Regions from separate parts of the Mus musculus genome. Here all the other regions are linked to region 1. A link is a contact called in public Hi-C and HiChIP or PLAC-seq data. All regions are on one chromosome and are shown on one strand. Each heading gives the region's core, a stretch centred on a gene start, on an enhancer-like site or on the middle of the called end of the contact. The rest is flanking DNA. Distances are from core to core; before and after follow the strand shown. Region 1 has its middle 39 kb from the start of D330037F02Rik. Region 2 overlaps Gm39447 (a long non-coding RNA gene). Region 3 has its middle 98 kb from the start of Gm39447.

Evidence for each region. A called contact is a pair of places that touch in the nucleus more often than the background predicts. HiChIP or PLAC-seq counts read pairs in DNA pulled down with a chosen protein or histone mark.
Region 2: a contact with region 1 is called in an H3K27ac HiChIP or PLAC-seq map of regulatory T cells, with 3 times the contacts expected there. The contact joins two enhancer-like sites. A contact is called at or near these places in 6 of 484 Hi-C or Micro-C datasets (B cells, CD8 T cells, double positive thymocytes and 3 more) and 1 of 115 datasets of contacts at active chromatin or transcription factors (regulatory T cells).
Region 3: a Hi-C map of CD8 T cells shows a contact between it and region 1, with 1.7 times the contacts expected there. The contact joins two enhancer-like sites. A contact is called at or near these places in 8 of 484 Hi-C or Micro-C datasets (CD4 T cells, CD8 T cells, double positive thymocytes and 4 more) and 4 of 115 datasets of contacts at active chromatin or transcription factors (embryonic stem cells and memory CD8 T cells).

Annotation. Positions count from the first base shown.
Region 1 is chr9:115,702,784-115,706,223 of GRCm38.p6, forward strand. No RefSeq gene overlaps it. Among named protein-coding and RNA genes, the nearest start is that of D330037F02Rik, 39 kb to the left of the region's middle. Within about 2 kb of position 1,693, at least 20 of the 459 cell types and tissues checked have an H3K27ac peak or open chromatin away from gene starts, as enhancers often do. A contact at or near this core is called in CD8 T cells and regulatory T cells, where this site is marked.
Region 2 is chr9:115,487,606-115,491,045 of GRCm38.p6, forward strand. The region is part of intron 2 of Gm39447 (a long non-coding RNA gene); the gene reads left to right. Among named protein-coding and RNA genes, the nearest start is that of Gm39447, 39 kb to the left of the region's middle. Within about 2 kb of position 1,821, at least 35 of the 459 cell types and tissues checked have an H3K27ac peak or open chromatin away from gene starts, as enhancers often do. A contact at or near this core is called in CD8 T cells and regulatory T cells, where this site is marked.
Region 3 is chr9:115,546,390-115,549,829 of GRCm38.p6, forward strand. No RefSeq gene overlaps it. Among named protein-coding and RNA genes, the nearest start is that of Gm39447, 98 kb to the left of the region's middle. Within about 2 kb of position 1,737, at least 73 of the 459 cell types and tissues checked have an H3K27ac peak or open chromatin away from gene starts, as enhancers often do. A contact at or near this core is called in CD8 T cells, where this site is marked.

The DNA.
Region 1 (3,440 bases), core at 443-2,942:
ACCAAGCTGCATATATGCTGCATATGTATGGGGAGGCCTAGGTCCAGCCTGTCTATGTTCTTTGGTTGGTGGTTCAGTCTCTAAGAGCCCCAAGGGTCCAGGTTAATTGACTCTGTTGGTCTTCCTGTGGAGTTCCTATCTCCGTAGAGGCTGCAATCCTTCCTCCTATTCTCCCCTAAGAGTCTCCAAGCTCCATCCACTGTTTGGCTGTGTGTGCATCTGTCTGAGTCAGCTGCTGGGTGGAGCCTCTCAGTGGACAGCTGTGCTAGATTCCTGTCTACAAGCACAACAGAGTATCATTAATAGTGTCAGGGATTGGTGCTTGCTCTTAAGATAGGTCTCAAGTTGGGCCTGTTATTGGTTGACCACTTCAACCTCTGCTCCATCCTTTGTTCCTGCATTTCTTGTAACTAGATTAAATTTGGGGTTGAAAGTTTTGTGGATGGGTTGTGTCCCTATAGCTCCACTGGATGGAACTTGAGAATATCATCCTGAGTGAGGTGAACCAGACCCTAAAGGACATCAATAGTATGTACTTTACTTATAAGTGGACATTAGCCATAAAGTACAGGATACCCATGCTATACTTCACAGACCCAAGGAAGCTAAACAAAAAGGAAGACTCAAATAAGGATGCTGGAAACTCACTTAGAAGGGGGATAAAATAGTCATAAGAGGCAGATGGAAAGAGGGAACAGTGTGGGAGAGGGAATGGGAAGGGGGATGGGGGGTTGAGATCAGGTGTGGGGTGAGACAGGAGAGATGACCATGAGAAGATCATGAGAATGGATGGAAATCTGCCACTGACAGGGGTGGGGGTGGGAAGCATCTCCAGGGCAAGACAGAGATCTGGGATAAGAGATGAGCCCAAGAATCAATGGGGGGTGACCTTAGCCATGACTCATAGCATTGGGGATATGGAACCTGAAGAGGGTACCTCCTGTAGCCAGGCAGCAACCAAATCTCTCTCTCTATGGACAGTAGCCAACAGAAGACTAGGGCAAAGCTCTGTGCTAGTTAAAAGAAGCAGACGAAATCCTGAATGAGACTGGCCCTCACTTGGCTCCTGCTCACACTGCAGTAGATTGATTTCGAGGACAACAGAAGCCCTCTTTCGGGCAAAGAACCACTGGTGTTCACAGGTGACATCATCGCTCCACCCCTCAAAGGTAGAGTCTGAAGACTGCAGTTCAATCCTTCAACACTCTGTTGAGAGATGCCCCGCCCCCTGCCCTAGATACCTTTGCCACTTCAATCATTCGTGGCTAACAGTGATCTGAACATATTACTCTTGTCTTGACTGTTTCAGGAGAAGGGTAAGAAAAAGACCGCATTCACATAGCATCATCACAGAATGCTATTATAAATGTTTTATTTTATTGCTATTTATTGCTGGTGTCAATCTGTGTCTAATTAAATGCTCTCATTGGTAAATATGTATAGAAAAAAAACCCAATATACACAGGGTTGGGTACTACAGGCAATGGCGTACACTAGAATTGGGGTTCATCCCTCTTATCGATGTGGTGGACTGCTGTATCCAGTCAAGGATATAGTACAGTGAATGGGTACCAGCAGCCAGCTGTTTCCCAGCTCTTGGGATGCTTGCTGTTGGAATCCAGGCTGTAAGGAGGCTCATCTGCCCCTGCCTGGGCTGTGGAGATGCCATCTAGTGGAGTACAGGCGAACTGTTCCCGTCCAGACCTGACCAAATGCCCGATTAGTTAGCAGAACGTGATTGTTGTTTGACAGTGAAGTGTTACTTGAAACGATTATCACGAGTTGGTTTGCTGCTTAGAAACAACCAGCTGCAGTATTGCCCTGAATAGAATATGGAGGAAGGGAAGCCAAGCTAATGTCGATCCCATGGAAAGGCGCTGGGAGAGATTGGAAGACGTCAACCTGTGAAGTGTTTGTCCCACGAGAAGAGTGTGAGCACAATCTCCTGACCTGTGTAAAACATGTCCCTGACCTGTGTAAAACATGTCCCTGACCTGTGTAAAACATGTTCCTGACCTGTGTAAAACATGTTCCTGACCTGTGTAAAACATGTCAATTGTGGTAGCACGTGCTTGCAACCCCAGGGCTGGAGGGGTCGAGACAAGGCAGCTCCCTGGGACTCGCTGGCTGCCAACCCTGGCCTCCCTGGCAAATTCCAGGCAGTTAAGAGACCCTGTCTCCAAGAAAAGAGACTGCGATGGTACCTGAGGAGCAACAGCTAAGGTTGACTTCTGGTTCACACACACATATACACACACACACATGAAAACATACAACATATACACACAGAGGTCTTGGGGACTTCTCTTTGCTCTTGCTTTGACATTATTGGAGGGTGGAAGATGTGTGGCCCACCTGCTCATTGATCCAGGCAACACTCACCTGGATACTAGAGGCCATCCTAGACCAACCGGCCTCCCCTCTCCTGATCACTAATGTATGGGCAAGCTGGTTAGGAACATCAGTCTAACCCAGACTAGAGCATCTTGGGTGTTCATCCAACTGGAATAGTGCTGGTCTCTGTCATTGCTGGGATGTGGAGAGACAAGAGGCAATGCCAGCACGCCCAATTTCTACCGCCTTATAACAAGTTAGGAAAATAACTGTCAAGCATCATGCATGACTGCTAGGGAGCTAGCACTAATGACTCTGACACATGTATAAAGAAAGGTCACATGTTAAGAAAAAATATTTTACGGTAGTACACTTAAGTGATGAATGAAAATAACTATGGACACAAGAGTAACATTTTGAAATAGAAGATATGGGGCAGGAGAGGTGGTGGCTTGGTCAGTAAAGAGTCTGCTGTATAAGCACAAGAGCGAGAGTTAGATCCGCAGAACCCATGTAAACATGATAGTCTCGGAGATGCAGGGAGCTCCGGGGAGATGCACGGAGACACAGCTCCCTGGGACTTGCTCACTGATAGTCTAGACTCTCCAAGTTGATGAGCTCCAAGCCAGCAGGAGAATCTATTTCAAAGGGAAATGTGTGAATGGTACCTTCAGAACAAGCTGGAAGGGACCAGAGGAGACACCCAAGTTTGTCTTCTGATACACATACAAACACGCACGTGTACACTCACAGGAATACACAGAAACCAGAGTACTCTGAAAGCAAGTGATTTAAAGCTTCATGTATTAGACCCAAAGTCTCACGCTGAGAGAAAACAATGACTCCATTGTCGATTGAAATACTTTCCTGGCTGGGCAGAGGAGGCACATGCCTTTAATCCCAGCACTTGGGAGGCAGAGACAGGAGGATTTCTGAGTTCAAGGTTAGTCTGGTCTACAAAGTGAGTTCCAGGACAGCCAGGGCTACACAGAGAAACCCTGACGTGAAAACCCGGAAAATAAAAGAGAAGAAAAGAAAAAAAGAAAAGAAAAGAAAGGAAGTACTTTTTCCTTCTGGCACTGGAAGCTCCTCGGCATGTGGCTGTG
Region 2 (3,440 bases), core at 571-3,070, 220 kb before region 1:
TGTAATAGTGTCAGAGCATTTGTGTTCAAGTGGGCCTTACTTGATAATGGTCTCAAAGCCTGAAAGTCAGGATGGCCGCTCTTTGGATGTGTCACATAGAGGAAATAAGGTACTTCTCTTATGTGAAAAAGTGGAAGGTCAAAAGCCATGGTATGTATAGAACTTAGAACTAGGATACTAGGCATCTAGTGGGGATATTGAATCATTTCCTACATGTAAGAGGTACACACACATACACACTTCTGAGTGTATACATATATAGTAGTATATAGATACGATTTTGGTAATATTTGTCAAACTATTTACCCTGTTTCTGATTAATTACCCTATTATAGAATTAATCAAGATTGGATGCAGGAAATGCCCATGGGGCATCAAATCAATGCATGAAGCTGCTGGATGTTCTCATGAAGCCTTCTCCATCTGGGTTCTGGGTTTTGCTGCTCTCCTGTCTGGTCTGGGAGAGTGACCCATGTGGTCTCTACCAGAGTTTGCAGGCCAGACATGACAGTGGTGTCACACCCAAAGCATCTATGGAAGTGTTTTCCATGATGGAGCTCATGGTATACTGAAGTGTTTTCTGTGACAGCATGCATGCACACTATACCTACAGATGGGATTTATATTAGAAAGCCTACAGTCCAGATGGTTGAACTATGGTTCTTTATGGAAAGGCTTGCCTTCCCCTTGGTTTATAGCTTGATGCATACCCTGCCCTCTGGCTCCCATTGGGTCCATGGCAAGAACAGGAGGGGACGGGGCAGGGGAGCCTACAGAAGGGAGTTGTAGGCTGTATTCTACTGGCTGCCACACTTATCTGTTTGCCAGAGGATGGCTTTGTTTCTGGACAGAGAATCCCAGCGCTTCCTGGGAGACTCTCCAGTTGTCTCTCTCTGCCTCTGGGTTCTGGTGACCTTACTCCTGAGCCCAGCCATGGGCCCAGAGACAATACTTCTTACTATAATGAGCCCTGTGGCCCTGTGCTATGTCCTGTGGCTTTCTTTGCTTTGCCATTTCTATGCAAACAGCCTTTTATGAAACCAATCTTAATTTATCTTAATTTATTTATACCTTATTCCTTCTAGGATTCAAACTGAACAGCAGGTTACTGTTTTATGTATATATTGTGACCTAAATTTGAGGGCATAAAGAAAACCCCGAGAGGAGCCTCATGAGAATGGTACCTGCTTGTCTGTGCCAGGGGAGGGTGTCGCTAACCCTCTCCACGTTCTTACTTTCGGTTGAGTCTGCGTGATGAAGATGTATGACTTTTCCCTCTAATGGAAAGAAGCAGTAAGTAATATAAGGGGAACAAAACAAAAACAAAAACAAAAACAAAAGCATACACCTTTCCTGGGAGGAATATAGGAATGGAGAGGGTATGCATGGCTCACTCGGGGTTTAGACATGTAAATGGTTGGATGGTTGTCTCTCTCTTCATGCACGTGTATCCCAGAGACAGTCCCCCCACTCCCACCATACACACTAGGAAATACGTCAGCTCCTCAGTACCACAACTTTAGCCACTGAACCCTAACCTTGGCCCCAGTGGCATATGCCATGCACCTGCTGTGGGGATGGGGCGCTCACACCTAACACCTGCACGGTGATGATGCTAAAGGCCCGGCCTGCACTATTGTGTGTTAGGCCACTGTTCTTCCAAGCATACTGTCTGCTGTCAGCGTGGGTCCTGTGTTGACATGGGTGGCTGGTTGTTACCTGCTAATCAAGTACTCTCTGGAGGAAGCCTGGGCTCTGTCTTAAGCATGACTAACCAGCTCAGGCTTCGAGACTTCCTGACATCTAGAGCCTCCTCAGGAGCAGTCTGGCCTGCTGATTAAGTTTTCTTGCCAGAAGATCAAGAGCTCATGCAAATGGGTCTGTGGTGACTGGCTCTGACTTTTAAAAAGTCCCAGGAAGTTCTGTTGGGGTTTTTGTCCACATCAGTGATTTCCATAGGAAGCGGCCAAGCAGAATGAAAGCAGCAGTCAGGTGTTAACTCTAGCAAACAGATAGAGAGGCAGACTAGGAGAGGCCCTGATTTACTATGTAGTAGTACTCTGAACAGTATAGACTTGACTATCAGGTGGATCATGTGGTAACTGTCTCATGACAGGGGGTGTCATGAACCAAAAGCCTCCTGCTGTATCCCAGATGGCTTAGTGGTTAAGAGCACTGACTACTCTTCCAGAGGTCATGAGTTCAATTCCCAACAACCACATGGTGGCTAATAACCATCTGTCATGGGATCTGATGCCCTCTTCTGGTGTGTCTGAAGAGAGCAACAGTGTACTCAGATCCATAAAATAAATAAATAAATCAAGAAGAAGAAGAAGAAGAAGAAGAAGAAGAAGAAGAAGAAGAAGAAGAAGGAGAAGGAGAAGGAGAAGGAGAAGGAGAAGGAGAAGGAGAAGGAGAAGGAGAAGGAGAAGGAGAAGGAGAAGGAGAAGGAGAAGGAGAAGGAGAAGGAGAAGGAGAAGGAGAAGGAGAAGGAGAAGGAGAAGGAGAAGGAGAAGGAGAAGGAGAAGGAGAAGGAGAAGGAGAAGGAGAAGGAGAAGGAGAAGGAGAAGAGGAACTGCTGGGGCAGAAGGTGTTTAGTCTGAAAGCTCTTTGAGACCTGCCACTTGGCTAAGGTGACTGGGAGATCCCCCTCTACAATGGCTAGTCCCCTAGCAAGGGACCTCTGGATGGAGGGGTGAGGCTAGGAGTGCTGGGCTATGTGAGGTCATGACTGACCTCTTAAACTCTTTGCCAGGGCTCTTTCCTGACTTCTGTACACCAGCAATGGGGAGGGACACTCCCTGCAGCGAGAGAGCTCCAGGCAGGGTTGGTAGGTGCTATGTTAGGTTACAGACAGGATTGGGAATGGAGCTGACTACCCTGGCTCTCTTTGCTCTACACAGAGACAACTAAGAATGTCTCCACAGCTGCTGTATGAGCCAAGGACTGTCCCAAGGTGTCTTGTTAATGTCCACTCCTGTTGACATCAGAAACAAGTCTCCAGACAGAAATATCACTACTAAACATCTTGGGTAGTGAAGGAAACCAGAATTGCTGGAGAGGTCAGAGCCTGAAGCTCTGTGCCTATTTGAGGAGGCTCTTCATGCTCTCTCTATGGAAGGGAGCTGGGGATGGGCATCTGCCTCCCCCCCCCACCCCGACTCCCAGGCTCACAGCTGCAAAGGTTTTCTCTAATGCCAGAGACTATTTTGTAACTTCTACATTCACTAATTTTTGCCCCAGTAGGCCATCAAGGAGAAAATATCCAGAAGGTTGGAGCAAATGCCATTAAGTTTTCTTCCTAATGTAATGCTTTGGGTGGAAGTTGATTCCCCCCTCCTTTAATGAAAATGTATTTATCCTTATCAGAGTAGCCTTGGGAAGCTCTGAGCAGATGAGTCCCCGAAGCCTGTAACTACCCAGGAGGATGCATTTTGCTA
Region 3 (3,440 bases), core at 487-2,986, 160 kb before region 1:
GATCACTCTGTATTTGCTCCATCAAGCAAGGTCTCTTGCTGAAGGAGCTGAGACTACACAAGTTTGCCAGCTTGCTCTCAGAATGCCTGGTTGGTCTCTACCTCTTGAGTGCTAGGGCTGCAGGCAGGCCACCGCAGCCATCACTTTTATGTGGCTGCTGGGGATATGAACTGTGGTCCTCTTTCCTACTTAGCAAGTGTGTTTACCCTTTGAGTTCCCTGCCCCAGCCTCGGTGGTGATTTTCATAGACTCTTCCTAAGGTTCAGCCTTTGTTCATGTCTACCAGGGTAGGAGGCAGGTATTGTGTGCCAGAATCAGGTATGGGGGGGGAGAGAGAGAGAGAGAGAGAGAGAGAGGGGGGGGGGCATTGAGATTAGCATATGAAAGAAGCCAGTAGTCAGAAGACCAGAAAGCCCTCCTGACCACCTCTATGTGAAGGGGACAGAGCTCAGGGGATCTCCAAGGGTGGGAGGAGGCTGGCACTGAGTCCCCTAAAGAGGCTCATCCCTCCAGGGGCTGTCAGTAGTGCTTCCAACCTTCTAACTCTCTTGTCTGTCTGTGTGTCTGTCTGGCCATCTGTCTGTCTGTCTTTGTAACTTCCTTCTTTCCTTCCTTTTTTTTGTTTTTGTTTTTCAAGACAGTTTCTTTTTGTAACCCTGGCTGTCCTGGAATGCATTCTTTAAACCAGGCCGGCTTCAAACTCAGAGATCCTCCTGCCTCTGCTTCCTGAGTGCTGGGATTAAAGCTGTGCATCCCCCCAACCCCACCCCCACCCCCCCACCCCGGCCCCAGCTCAACCTCGCTTTCTTAATAAACTATTTCTTCACTATCCCTCCATCCCCGGTCCTCTCTTTTGTTCCAAACACAAAAACTTGGGGCTCTCAACAGATGTCTTGCAGATCCTGAGTGGCCTCAGAAGTGACAGGAAGAGTCGGGCATCTCAGCTGAGGTGGACCAGGGCTCCGTCACAAGCAGGCAGTTCCTTCTGGGTTCTCCCCACTCTGGCCCCTACTTGTATTCACTGTGCCCGTATCCTACTCTAGCAGAGGACATGAAGGGATGGTTTGGGAGAAGATGAAAGGTCATTTTAGGATAAGCCTCCCTTAATCATTTTCATTAACAGCTGTAATGCAGGAGTGTGAGCTACAGACGGGTCATTGTTGAAATGAATGCTTGGCTGAGGGTTGCTTGTGGGATCTTAGAAAATCGAGTTAATTTCTCTGAGGCTAACCTTTCAGCATCTGCCAAACTGGGACGGCCCTCTGGTGCCTGGAGGTTGTTCAAAGGGTTAGAGTAAGAGCCTTGCTTCCTGGCATTCCTGAGTGGGGCTAGGTAGCCCTGTGTGTATAGTGGCCACTTAGAAGTGCTTGCCCTAAAACACACTGACGCCTCACGCAGGCCCCTGTGGTAACTAAATGCAGGCTGCATGCCTGGCTTCTCCGCCCTTCCTTTCTCTGGCAGTGACCTACTTACCTCTTACCTCCTTACATCCCAGAAGATCCCTACCAATCTGCTGTAATTATCCCAATCCTGCAGTCACCTTTGCGTCCAGGCATAGCAAACAGAACTTTTCCAGACAAGACAGTGCCACAGATAAGAGCAGTTATTCATGAGGGTAAGGTTGCACCCTGGAGCAGTGCCAACCCTGTCCCCTCAAGCAACAAGGACAGCTTTAGGCTACGTTGCAAAACTAGACCATGGGTAATTACCAACCAGAACACACAGTAGCCAGGACTGCTGAGTCATATCTGCCTTTTTCCCCTGTACTCCAGTTCTGTCTCTGTGGGAACTTACAGCTCACGTCAGTAACCCAAAGATGGATGAGGTCATGCATCGCTTCATCCTCTCAAAACATGCTGCTCAATTCTCTTTCTGTTTCCCACCAGCTCCTTGTCTTTTTAATTAGTGCATTGTGGCAGGTGGCTAGGCCACTCCTTTAAGATCGCTGGACTGCAAGGTCTCCTACAACTCTGGTTACCTAAAGCACTTACTGAAAGGAAGCTGAGATCGTACCTGAGAACAGGAGAGACCCCACATCCGCTGGTCCAACTGTGGGTCACAACTATTTACAATCTGACATTTGAGCTTAGCACTAGCAGGCTTGACTGTCCACTTGCATAGCATTTCCATTGTATTAGAAGTTATTAGTCACATGAAGACGAGTTGATACCGGGGAGGAGGGTTGGGCTGTGGGTAAGATGTGCATAGAGAGCCATTTTATGTAAGAAATTCGAGCATTCATGGATTTAGGAATCCTGTGGTGGGCGGAGCTGGGACCAATCCCCCCCGTGAGGATTGAGGGTGATTGTGCTATACGGGAGAAGAGTATTGAATGGGTATGTCTCCCTGGGGATCTCTCTGATCCATACCTATGGCAAGAGACAGGCTGGCTTCCTCTCGAAACGCGCTAAGAACTTCATAGGTCCACCTTGAAGAACCAGAATTGAGACAGTGAGCACTCAGACCACACGTGGACAGGGACAGCTGAATTGTTAATATCTTGTACTCTGTCCTGGTGACATCGGAGAGAGAACAAGCCTAAGCCAGGGAGAGGGGATGGGTGGACAATGTGCTGTCTGTGCACAATGGCTGCTGGAAGTCAGGGAGCTGAAGCCTGAGGGAGGAGGCAAAGAAGCAGGCTGAGCTGTGGGGAGACAGCCTTTGAGGAGCCCTTGGGCTTGCCTTTCAGCAAAGCCCATGCCATCTCACTGCTGGCAGGACAGGTTTCTCTTTCTCCTGACCCCGCCTCCTAGGAGCAGGAGGCAGCCTGGGGGTTGGCTAGAAGGGCTGAGGAGGCCCCAGCAAGGCGGGGGAGTTGGAGGAGGAGGGGTGGAGCTGGAGACTGAGGTGACCTCCCAGGCTGGAGTCATCATAACAGAGAGGAGCCTAGTTTATGGCTGGAAGGTACCTGCTTACATGTGACTATGGCCACAAACAGCGAAGAGGTCAACATCCTTCCCTCAGGGACAGACAGAGTTAGTCAATTCTATAGAGTAATTTAGAAGTGTAGGGGTGAGGGGAGAGTGAGGTGATTTTCTATCTGATCCTTAGTCAGGGTTCTCAGGAAGGACAGATAAAAAGATGCATGTCTATGTAAACATTGTTTGTCTATCATATATATTATATATATATATATATATATATCATATATATATTATATGTCTATCTGTCTATCATCTATCTACTGTCATCTATCATTTATCAATGATCTATTATCTAATCTGTCTTATATCAATTATCTGTCTATCATCTATCTATCTACCTACCTTAATCTATCTATCTATCTATCTATCTATCTATCTATCTATCTATCTATCTATCTATCTATCTGCATTTCCCCTTGGCTTTTGACCTCTTCACACTCTGTCACTTTTTTTCTCATCCTCTTCCATAGCTGAAACATTCAAACATGCATTTAAATCTTCACTCAGATTCTACAG